Regions from separate parts of the Mus musculus genome. Here region 1 is linked to region 2. Evidence: chromatin contacts called from public Hi-C data. All regions are on one chromosome and are shown on one strand. The core of a region is the stretch at or near the end of the contact, and the rest is flanking DNA. Distances in the headings are between cores, read along the strand shown.

Region 1 (5,497 bases), core at 1,970-4,469, 460 kb before region 2:
ATTGACTGATTGCCCCGTGGTAAGAAACAGATGGCATTACCCAGTAATCTGAAAGTCCAAATCCAATATCCCAAATGCTGAGAGTCTCCTGTGTGTAACAGGTGTCCACGGTGTGTCACTAGGTTCTGAGGCTAGACTGTGAGAGTGGACACAATCCGGAGGAGCTCCGTGCAATGACAGAGATGTGTCTTAGAGTTCCAGGAGCCAGGAAGAGCATCACCGAGCCCAGCATGCAGTTGGGGAGCTCTTGAGCAAAGCCGTGGGTTTAGCTGGGTGAAGTGGTACGAGGAATAACGGAGACTGAGCAGGGCATGGGAGATCCCTAGTGCAGCAGGAGATTGATGCAGGCAGGACTAAGCTTGGCGATACTGGAAGGGAACAGCTTTCAGATGCCACGCGGAAGGCCTTGGAACAAGTGGGGCATTAGTGTTAGCTCTCTCCTGGTGTTGGGCAAGAGACACAGAGGAGGGCTCGGGGCTGAGCTAAGGGGCTGTGCCCTCATCTCAGGGTGCTGGGAGCTGGATTTGAGAAATGTGAGTGAAATAAAATGCAAAAAGCTTTTGCTTTTAGAGATGGGAGATGAGGAGGGAATAGGAGCCCAGCCTGAAGGATTGGTGGACCATCAGTCTCTTTAGAAAGGTCTCTTTAGAAAGAACTCATGGTTTCCAGTTTGGGGTGTGCAGGTCTGTGGGGAGGCACTGAGATCCAAGACAGGCTCTTGCTATCACCCTGGATAACCCACAGTGGCAGAGTCATTGATTTTTGCTCTGTCAAGACAGGGGGAGCAGGAAATGCGTGGAGTGTGAAGTGGGAGGAGCTAAAGCTCTTCCCATGATTAAACTGAATCTGACGGAACCACCGCAGAAGGATGAACCCAAGGTCCGTACACTGTGAGGTCCTTTGAGGAAGAGGCAGGATCACAGGCGGAGGCAACTCTGAGATCCTTGGGTGTCAGCAGCCAAGCTGAAGAAAGGCTGCCCCCGTGTCGCAGTAGGAAGGGATTCATGCTGCTGATTGGACGGCTCTGTGTTCTTGGCTATCGGTGGCAGGCTGCCAAAGCTCCTCTAAGCTGTCACTCACGGCCGGGAGGGCCGGACTTGTGGAGCTTGCCTCTCCAGAAAGTCTTTTTGGCCTTGAGACAAAAGAAAAAGAGCAGCTTATCGCACACTTCAGGATCCAGAGAGCCAGGAATTAATGAGCTAAGACACTGACCGAGGAAGTGGGAGAAAGCAAGGAAGGAGAGGTTCAAATGGTGGTTCTGCTTAGACGATAATGATGGTGATGACGATGATTATAAATCCTTGCAAACAGACATGAAAAGGAGGAGAAAGTTAGACTCTCGGGATCCTTAGGAGCTTCATTTGGGGCCACCATTATCTGAGGAGCCAGTCTCTGTGCTCAGTTGTCCCCAGTGACAGAAAAGAGAAAGAAATCTAAGAGTTCCAGATTTATAGATTTTCTTAATAATAAGGATGACGGTAGATGAGGGAAGGACAAATGGGAGTCTGTGGCCAGCGTGGGCAGGCTGCCTCCTTGTTTTATTTTACTGGTGATTTTCCTTTGCTTTGCACAGATCAGATTTCCCGCTCTGGTATTCAACAAGGAGCACATAGCCCGAGGATAGCAATTAGCTCTCTCTGAGCCCACTCTCCTTTGCACAGCTCTCGCTGACGTGTGCAATTACTAGCACCCCGGCAGCTCTTTTCAGATCTCGGCTGTGCACAGTGGGAAGTCAGGCCCACCATCCCAGAGTCCTCTGCCCAGACTCCTCCTCACCTGGTGCACAGGGACCTTGCCTGCAAATAGAACTGACGTGCCGGGACGTCATCGGGCCTGGCAGAGCTCATTGGCAGAGAAGTTCAGAGTTTTATTTTCAACCTAGAGACAGGCGGAGATAGATCCAGCTAGAACAGGTCTCTTCCGGCTTAGGCCCTCCTCCTGTGGTTGCTGGAGTTGTGGAGGATGGAATGTCAGAGGGAGCGTGCTTCTTATAGCCTCCTGGCTCACAGACTGAAGTTGGCTCCCTACCCCTCCGGCTGGTCCGTCGTCACAGTAGTCCTACGGTGTCCTGCGGGAGCTGCCTTCCCACAGCTTTCTTCTCTGCTTCTTTTCTTTCTCTACCTTGTGTGGTCAGGGTGTGTGTGTGTGTGTGTGTGTGTGTGTATGTGTGTATTCCTCAGGTAGATCCACTTCCAAATGAAGACCCCCCCCCCACCCCCAGCTAAGTTAATTCACTTCAGCTATAAAGTTGCCTGGGTAGACAGGAATGGCTTAAAACTTTAGGAATAAAAACTATAATACAGTGCAGGAAATGTTGCCTTTGTGTGGGAGGCAGAGAAAACCAAACCCTAAGAGGCTGAGATCCACTTCCATTCACCCTTCAAGGGAGGGCATCTTTGCCAAACCTGACTCTCCACAGGAGGATTCATAAATGGTGGTTGTTGTTGTTGTTTTCTTTTCTGGTTCATCTCATACCTGGCTGTGCCTTTAAGGAATGTTTTGGGGGGAGGACAGGGCACGCTTTGAGACCTCCTTCTTATGTATCCCAGACTGGCCTGTAACTCAGGATCCTCCAGCCTCAGTCAGCCTAGTGAGGGGATCGAGGTGGCACTGTGCCAAGCCTACATGTCTTCTTTTAAAAGGCAGAGACTTGCTACCGACCTAAAATCCAAGAGACCACAAAAGCAAGCTCTGGTGTGCCCACTCAGGGCTAGCTGAGGAGGCTCCCAAGTTCCCAGGGATTTTAGGGCGGAACTAGCAAAGGGTTAAGTGCCCCTCCCCCAACCCCCATCCCGCCACTACCTGACTCCACCCCCCCCCCCTCGTTGCTTGAAAGAGCAGTGTGGCCTAAAATGAGGGTTCTCTGCTTTGGCTTCTGTCTCTCTTGCTTGTCCTGACTTAGTAATCGTTCATTGTGACCGGCTTCTGTACATTACCTTGCCTCCTGTCCACAATCGCTCCACAGCTAAATTTCTGTTGCTTTTTAATTATCGCCATCATTATTTGGAACCGACGCGATGTTTTAAGCGAGATGTTTCGTCTTCTCGGTTGCCCCAGTGAAGAGGCCCGAAAAGGACCACAGCCCAGCCGGAGTGGGCCTCCCCTTCGAGGAAGCCCCTCGGCCACTCCCACCCTGGTGGGTTGTTTGTGTCTCACCCCATCAGCCACTAGGTCTTAGTAGGCTCCTGTCCCCCAAGGGGGTTTCTCTTGTGCTGTATTCCTGGGCCTGGCCTCTGATTCCACACATTGAAACGCAAATGACAGCAGTAATTGGCTGAGAGATAAACCTCAAGGAGCGTGTGAGCCGGGCTGCGGGGAGTTAAGTGGCTAAGTGACAATTACCGTGCCGCAGCCTTGGGATCAGCAGCAGCCGGGCCGTTCTCGTACAGGGTTTTAAAGGAGCAATATCACATTAATTGGAGGCAGGCTTCTGGGTTAACAGGCCTTACCCGGCCTCCCAGCTTATTTTATTCTACTTTAGGGATGAGAGTGAGTGGGTGGAGAAAGGCAAGTTTGCCTAGTCTCTCCTCCCAGCTCCAGGCTCCATTCCCCTCTTGCCCCCAGGAGAGTTTGAGAGATTTGTGTCCTTGACTCTGGTAGGCAGATCAGATCTTTGGTTTCATTTGGAGATATAAAAGCTGTAAAAGTTGCTTTGCAGTAGGAGGTGACTGTGATAACTGTCAGTCATAAGGGTTTGGTGACCACAAAGGACCTCGACTCAGCCAGACCTGCCATCTTTCCCACCAGGCAGGCAATTAACCCTCTGATTTTTTTTTTTCCTTTTTCTTCTTTTCTATTAAGTTTCTATTCCAAAACTGAGTTTCCCGGTCAGATATAGCAATAAGCAGCAGAGGCGACACCTCCCTGCGGCTTGTAGCCCTTTCCAGTCAGAGTGAGAGAAATCAATAAAACTATGAATTCTCTCTTGCTTACTCAGTAGAAACCCTTACTGCAGAGAAAGGCGGGGTCCTTGTAGGGAGAGGAATCCAGTCTAGAATGAGCTGGGCTAGGCCTTCCTGCTCTTCTCAGAAAGGCCACTAAACCCTATCCTGGCCATAACCAACCATCAAGATGATTGGTTTAGACTTGAGATAAGCAGACTACACGAGGCACTGAGAGCCCTTTCCCTCTAGGTACTTGCTGTCTACTGCATTAGAACTCTGCAGGGCCCAACACTTTTTTAAAAACCTCTGTCTGGTAGGCTTGCTGTTTTTGTTGTGTGTTTCCTTCAGCCCACACAGCACAGCATGGTCTCGCTCCCCTTTTACTAAGTATTCCCTCTGGGTTATAGCTATGAATTAGTTTGTCTTACTTTAGGAGAGAGCCGGCCATTTCCAGAATAGGAACTGGTTTGCTTCAGGCCATGCTTCCACTACCAGAGGTAGAAAACACCAGGAAAACACCAGCGTTAACTGGAGGAGAATCTGGTATCTAACTAATGGAAGTTCACATCTTAAACTGTCAGATGCTGGAAGGCATTTAGACAACTCTTTAGTTCCCAGCCAGCCTGTCTGGAGTAGAGAGAGTAGTCTGGTTAGGAGCTGTGCCTGGCAGGCAGACAGTCTTCTTGGAGGGTACCTAGTGTAGACTTCTCCAGGATGTCACCAGGTCATGGTAGGGAAGCTGGCTTGTCACTGTTAGAAGGGTTTCAGTCTATCCTCTGAAGGAAGGCTAAGTGAGATTTCATGGCTTATGTAGCAGTCACCATGGCCTCTCCAAGAAGATGAATACATTATTTAAAGAAAGGCGTGTCCAAGGCTGTGGGGATGGCTCAGTCAGAAAAGAGCTTGCTGGATGTACATGCAATCCCCAGTTTGATCCGTAGAACCCTTGTGGAAGACGTAAATGGTGGCAAAGGCTGGGGGTCCCTGAGCTGGGGAAGCAGATCTTTTCTTTGAGTTCCAGAAAAATGAAGACCCAGTCTTCAAAAAACAGACAGATGGTGTCTGAGGGATAGTATTGGAGGTTCTCCTTTGATACATGTACAACACAAACATACACGCACGTGTACACCTGTTCACACGCATGCACAGGACTTTTAAAATGTTTCAGTACAGTGGCTTAGCTTTGTAGTAAAGGACTAGGCTGTCTAGGTTTAAATTCTGTCACTGCCACCTGCTAGTCGTTGGATTGCCTCAGCTGCCAAACAGGATAACAGTATTTCCTGGTGTAGGCTTATTTTGAGAACTAAATAGTTGGTTTTTCCCAGCACTTAGTAGGACTATTCAGATAATTTTTCCCAGCACTTAGTAGGACTATTCAGATAACCCCACTGCAGCATACAGTTCCATCCCTCAAATCTCTAGGAATCCCAATGTGCCCTCCCCCCGCCCCCATCATTTGTCTTGCGAATATAAACACACACCAGTTATCTGGATTATTCACTTAGCACAATGCATTTGAGTTTCTTACAGACTGTCCTGTGTGTTGGCAAATGCTTAACACTAATACTCATAAGTCAAATCTTAGAAGTGGATAAAAATCTTAAAAAAAAAAA
Region 2 (5,646 bases), core at 1,321-3,820:
GACACAAAACTCCTTTCATAGCTGGGGCAGTCTGATGAGATCAACGCTCTCCCCTTGTTTGAGTTGTACCAAGGAATCACTGAAAGTCACAGATCCTAGATTTCAAACTGTGAAGTATAGTTTTTAGAAATCTAGGAAGGGCAGGTAAGATGGCGAAGTGGTTTGAAGCACCTGATAGCAGGTCTGTGGGCCTGAGTTCCATCTCTGGTGTACACACACAGTAGAAGAAGGGAACCAATCCCTGCAAGGTGTCCTTTGACCTCTTCACACACATCACCACCACCACCACCACCATCAAAATAATAAAATGTAATAAAAAAATTTTTAAAGAAAGCAGCTTGGGAAATCCTGGAACCATATTACTTCTCTGCCATGAGGTCACTCTATCTTCACTCTATCTTTCTTGTCCTCTATCAACTTCTTCTCAGTTCCTATCACCCCTTCCAACTCAGGAGCCCGAGGTGTACAGCTTTGCAGTGTGTTGTGGTTTGGGTATAAAATGTTTTAAAAGGCTCACGGATTCAATGCTTGAGGCTGGATGTTTGGGAATCAGGACTCACAAGGAACACTGAGCCAGATTGCTATTTAGGCAAAGATTTACTAGAAGAGATATTAATGCCACAGAGAAAACATGACAGGATTCCATGTGGCAGTGTTAGGGAAAGGGACTCCTTACAGATTCCCAGGGAAGGCTAGGTTCCATGATGTAGGAGGAAGAGTGGCATAAAAGCCAGAGGCCTCGCAGCCACATCTCCTACAAGAGGACCTGATTGAGGACTGCCTGAGAGACCAAGGATTGCTGACACAGACAATGCCAGCCAATCGGGAACTGCAGTTTAAAAGAGATGCTTTCTGGGGACCAGTGGGGTGCTGCTGGTGGAGGGTATGAAAGGGAGCTTGCAGCAGATGAGCTTTCTGTGGCATCTCTCACCTGCTATGGGAGTCTGCACCACCTCACCTCCAACTCCCAAGGGCAGGTAAGGTGGAGCATCAAGTAGTCCAGGGCACAGGCAACACCATGCCACTTCATTGATAAATAATTTGTGATACTCGCAGTTTGGCTGTCTCTGATTGCTGGCTGCCAGAGGCACGAGGGGAGGTTTTGCATTTGGAAGAAGGAATGTATGATCTGGAGGATATAGGAGAAGAGCGGGCCATTTGGTTGCTGTGTCTCCATCATACGCAGCAGCAAGGTCCAGCTTAAAGTCTATTAGCCTGGGCCCTGTACCCAGGATCCATGCTAAGATGGAGAGAAGGGCACAGCTGCACATGCTATGACCCGAGCAGCCTTCAGTTGCCAGCTGCCAGCCAGTGAGTTCTGAGCGGAGCTTGCAAACACCAGGAAAGCAGTAACTTCTACAGTGGATTAGTTTACTGACAGACCTTAGATGAGTGGACTCCTGGGAGGTGGGGCCTGGATGGAGAAGGCTGATCTGTGGAGGAATGCCTTTCCCTTAGGACACTCTCACCAGTGCACACTGCTATCTGAGAGCTAACCCACTTTGTTCTGCCACATGCTCATGCTATGCTGCCTGATTATGTGGGGGCCAAGAAGCAACAGAGCCAAGAAACCGTGGATCCAGCCCTTCCTCCCTTAAATTATGTTCTTGTTACAATGGAAGCTAACTGACACATAGTTACAAGAGCTCCATTCGCCCTGCATCACCATCCCCTGCATCCCCTGGGAAAGTGTACACACAGACATCCATTATCACTCTGGCTGCCCTAAGGCAAGCATATAAGTCAAACGAAAGTTGAGTCCAAGGAGAATGTTCGTTGGGGAGTGACCTGGACTCCAGAGAATCCCTCTTTTGCTGAGCTAGGAAGAGAAGATGGGAATGTGTTAACGTGTGCTCCAGCGGGTCTCAGAAGACAGCGTGTGGAGCATGTCGGTCTCTTTTCCATTGCTATGACACCCCACCACAAACAGACAACTCACAGAAGAAAAACATAAGAGTCTGCCAAGGCAGGGAACCATGGCATCAAGATGCAGACACGGTGGCAAGAACAGGGAGTTGATGGCTTACATTCTGAATGGCAGGCACTAAGGGGGGTGGGGGGTAAGACTGCTGTGAGGAAGAGTGGGAGGTCTCGCACACTGTCGATCCTTTGAAAACCAGATGTGCCTCGCAGGGGACTTCCGACAGCCAGACACCAACAAATTATTTCCTACAGTCAACAGGAAGCTGAGGAACATTCAGATATTGCAGGGCCCACAATTACCCTATGAAATCAAGGAAATAACTATCAAAGGAGCAGTGAGGGGTGGAGAAGCCATGGGTTACCTCATCTCCACACTGGGACCTCGAGGGACGGCCTTGCTGCTGGCTGTACACTTGTTCCTGCCTCTTCTGAGACTGTGTAAGCAGAATCTGTCTAGAATTAAATCACTCCTCAAAGAAGTATATTTTCATCACCGTATGTTAATTTTCTCCTGTGGCATCGCCATGTTACCTCGGGGCTGCCGCTCACCCTCGTGGGGCTAGCGGACAAAGAAGAAATGGTGTTCCATACACTTTCCTCTGCTGTAATCTTGTCATAAGAAACAGACTCTGGTGGAATCAGACCCTTTAGCGCCACCTACAGGAAAACCGCGAAGTCTAGGATGGGAATGGCTCCCTGGAGTTGAAATCCTGGGTCAAACCAAAGCAGTTGGAGTTCTACTTATTTCTCTGCTTCTTTCAGGGGGAATTTCTGGTGTTTTCTGAGCACCGGGTGTTTCCACCGTTTCCATAGTATCATCTGTTATGGGATTATAAGACACCATAGGTGTAAAGTATGTCTCTGTGGCCATCAAATCATATGGGCTGTACAAGCAGGACAGGTGTTGAAAACCTACAGGCAAAGAAGTAGCCATGTTATGGCAGCTGTAAGGTCCCTGTCACAGAAAGGCAGCCACACCAGAGAGACAGCCAAGACAATCTCCAAGTCTGTGGACAGGAAATGCCAAATCAACCAGAAAACTGAGCAGGAGAGACCTTTGTGACAGGAGAGCTTTGCCCCTCCTGGAAGAGTCTCCACAGAGCCTGCTCTGACACCAGGCTACCATCTCTTCCAGCCAACCCTAGGGCCTATCCTAAGAAGATGGAGGAAATGAGCGCCCAGGGTCGTCTGGATGTTTTTCTCCTCTGTGTGGAGCAGGAAGATACAAGGAAGCCACGGCATCAGCTTGACTGCGGCAAGAGCTGTACTCAGCATCTCCAGGTCCCAAGGCCAAGCTGACTCAACTAACAAGTGGGCCTAGAAATCATTAAGCCAGCCTAATTGAAACTAATTCCAAGTTCCTCGCAGCCCTAAATTGCACAGAAGAGAACACAGAGCAGCCTTACAGCTGTACACGAAGCCAGGCTCAAATCGCGTTATTTATTTGGTTACCAATAAAAAGTGGCAGAGTTAGGACTCGGAGTTCCATCTTCCAATTCCATTTCCTCCCAAACTGCAGAGAAGGGCAATTTAGCCTTATTGAGCACACACGACACAGGAATTCTGTTAAAAGGCTTTATTGGTTTTAATCTGCAGAAGCCTCGAGAAAAAGAAGTAGCATCCAGGCCAGCATCACCCAACAGCAAGGCTTAAAGATGATGGATCATTTGTGTCTAAAAATCCTCCATTTCCATGAATAAAGACAAAAGGCCAGATCATTTAGCAAATAATAAGGAAAATCCTACTTATTAAAACCTGTGAAATATAATCAGAGATTGTATCTGTCTGTCTGTCTGTCTGTCTTAAAAGGAAAACCCAAACTCTCAAAATCATTTGTTGGGCTGCCAAGACGGCTCAGGTAAAGGCCCACCCTGCCAACCTTTCAGTTCAGTTCCCAGGAGTCACACAGTTAAAAAGAAAGAACTGACTCCTATAAGGTTCCCATAACTGTTCTCTGACCTCCACGTGTGCCCCACGGAACAACACAAATCAACAAACACAGGAACAAGTAAATAAATAATACTAACTTAAAAATTATTTAAGAAGAATGAACCTGAAGAAAATTATTCAACTCAAAAAAAGTTTTAAAGTCTAAGGAAAACAGAAAGGCAGAACTAACACTCTAGTCAGTCATACCTATACCCGTGTGTTCTGCATCTGTGCATCCAACTATAATTGACAAGATTTGGGGGATGCCGTGGTGCTGACCGTATCCTGATTCGTCACCACCATTCTCTAAACATTACAGTAGAATAACTGTTGCATGGCATTTACAATGTTTTTGGATATCTTAAATAATCTAAGCTGGACAGTGGTGGCACACGCCATCCATCGCAGCATCTGGGAGGCAGAGGCAGAAGGATCTCTGACTTCAAGGCCAGCCTGGTCTACAGAGTGAGTTCCCGGCCAGTGTTACTCAGTGAGGCAGAAGAAAGGAAGGGAAGAGGGGGTGAGGTGTAGGAGGGAAGGGATGGATCCCTGGAAACCAAACAAAGCAAAAGAACAGCAATGGTGAATATGTGTGTGTGTGTGTGTGTGTGTGTGTGTGTGTACATATATACATATCTGCTAGCCTAATCAAGAAAAAAAAAGGACAATACTCTAAGCTGAGATTGCGAAAATGCAGTGGCGTGTACACATATAAGAAAGCGTCATTTTTTAAAAAAGATTTATTTATTTTATGTATGTGAGTACACTGTAGCTGTACAGATGGTTGTGAGCCCTCATGTGGTTGCTGGGAATTGAATTTTTAGGACCTCTGCTTGCTCCAGTTGGCCCCACTCACTCTGGTCAACTCCACTTGTTCAGTCCCAAAGATTTATTTATCATTATACATAAATACACTGTAGCTGTCTTCTGACACACCAGAAGAGGGCATCAGATCTCATTACGGGTGGTTGTGAGCCACCATGTGGTTGCTGGGATTTGAACTCAGGACCTTTGGAAGAGCAGTCTGTGCTATTACCCACAAAGTACAATTCTTACAAAAGGAATCATTTGTGGGCTGGAGAGATGGCTCAGTGTGTAAAGAGAGCTTGCCACAACAAGCACCAGGACTTGAGTTTATCCCCACGTATAAAATTAGAGTTGTAAGTGCTCTCCCCATGGCTGGAAGGCAGAGTCAGGAGGGTTCAAGGGCTCTAAGGCCAGCCAGTTTAGCCCACTGGTGAGCTACAGGTCCAGTGAGAGATCCTATGTCAGAGCAGTAGAGGAAGACAGCCATGCTCAGCTTACATGGATTTTCCCCAGCACCCAAACTCAGGAGGTACTCAGCCAGTACTCGCCCACTGAACCATCTCCCAGCCCCTCACAATGAACGGTTCTGCAGAAAAATGCAAAATATCAAAATTCATTCAAATAGAAGCAGACATCCCAAGCAGACCAATCTTAGGCAGGAAAGAAATCCCACAACAACCAACAAAGGAAGAAGAAACGGAGGGCAGAAGGAAGAGAAGAAACCAGAGGAAATGAACAGAGCCGAAATCTTAGACCGCTCTAGAGTTAAGGCATACCCTTCCAGGACCCAGACACTTACTGGTCCTTAGCTGTCAACCAATGAGCAGTGTTTGGCTCTGCTAGACTGTAAACGCTGTGGTGTTATCAAATTAATTGCCTTTTTTTTTTCTCTTGAGAAAAACAAGAAAGAGTTAAAAAAAAAAAAGTTCTACTAAATAGTGCACATACCCACTACTTATGGTTCCTGTGACCCACCCTGCCCCTGGG

Evidence for each region. Hi-C and Micro-C count contacts between places; a contact is called where the count stands out from the background.
Region 1: a contact with region 2 is called in a Hi-C map of the N1E-115 cell line, with 4 times the contacts expected there. The contact joins two enhancer-like sites. A contact is called at or near these places in 1 of 484 Hi-C or Micro-C datasets (the N1E-115 cell line) and 5 of 115 datasets of contacts at active chromatin or transcription factors (bone marrow-derived macrophages, embryonic forebrain, embryonic stem cells and 2 more).

The regions. Positions count from the first base shown.
Region 1 is chr3:52,042,608-52,048,104 of GRCm38.p6, reverse strand. The region is part of intron 1 of Maml3 (mastermind like transcriptional coactivator 3); the gene reads left to right. Among named protein-coding and RNA genes, the nearest start is that of Maml3, 60 kb to the left of the region's middle. Within about 2 kb of position 3,219, at least 81 of the 459 cell types and tissues checked have an H3K27ac peak or open chromatin away from gene starts, as enhancers often do. A contact at or near this core is called in the N1E-115 cell line, where this site is marked.
Region 2 is chr3:51,580,690-51,586,335 of GRCm38.p6, reverse strand. No RefSeq gene overlaps it. Among named protein-coding and RNA genes, the nearest start is that of Setd7, 23 kb to the right of the region's middle. Within about 2 kb of position 2,570, at least 31 of the 459 cell types and tissues checked have an H3K27ac peak or open chromatin away from gene starts, as enhancers often do. A contact at or near this core is called in the N1E-115 cell line, where this site is marked.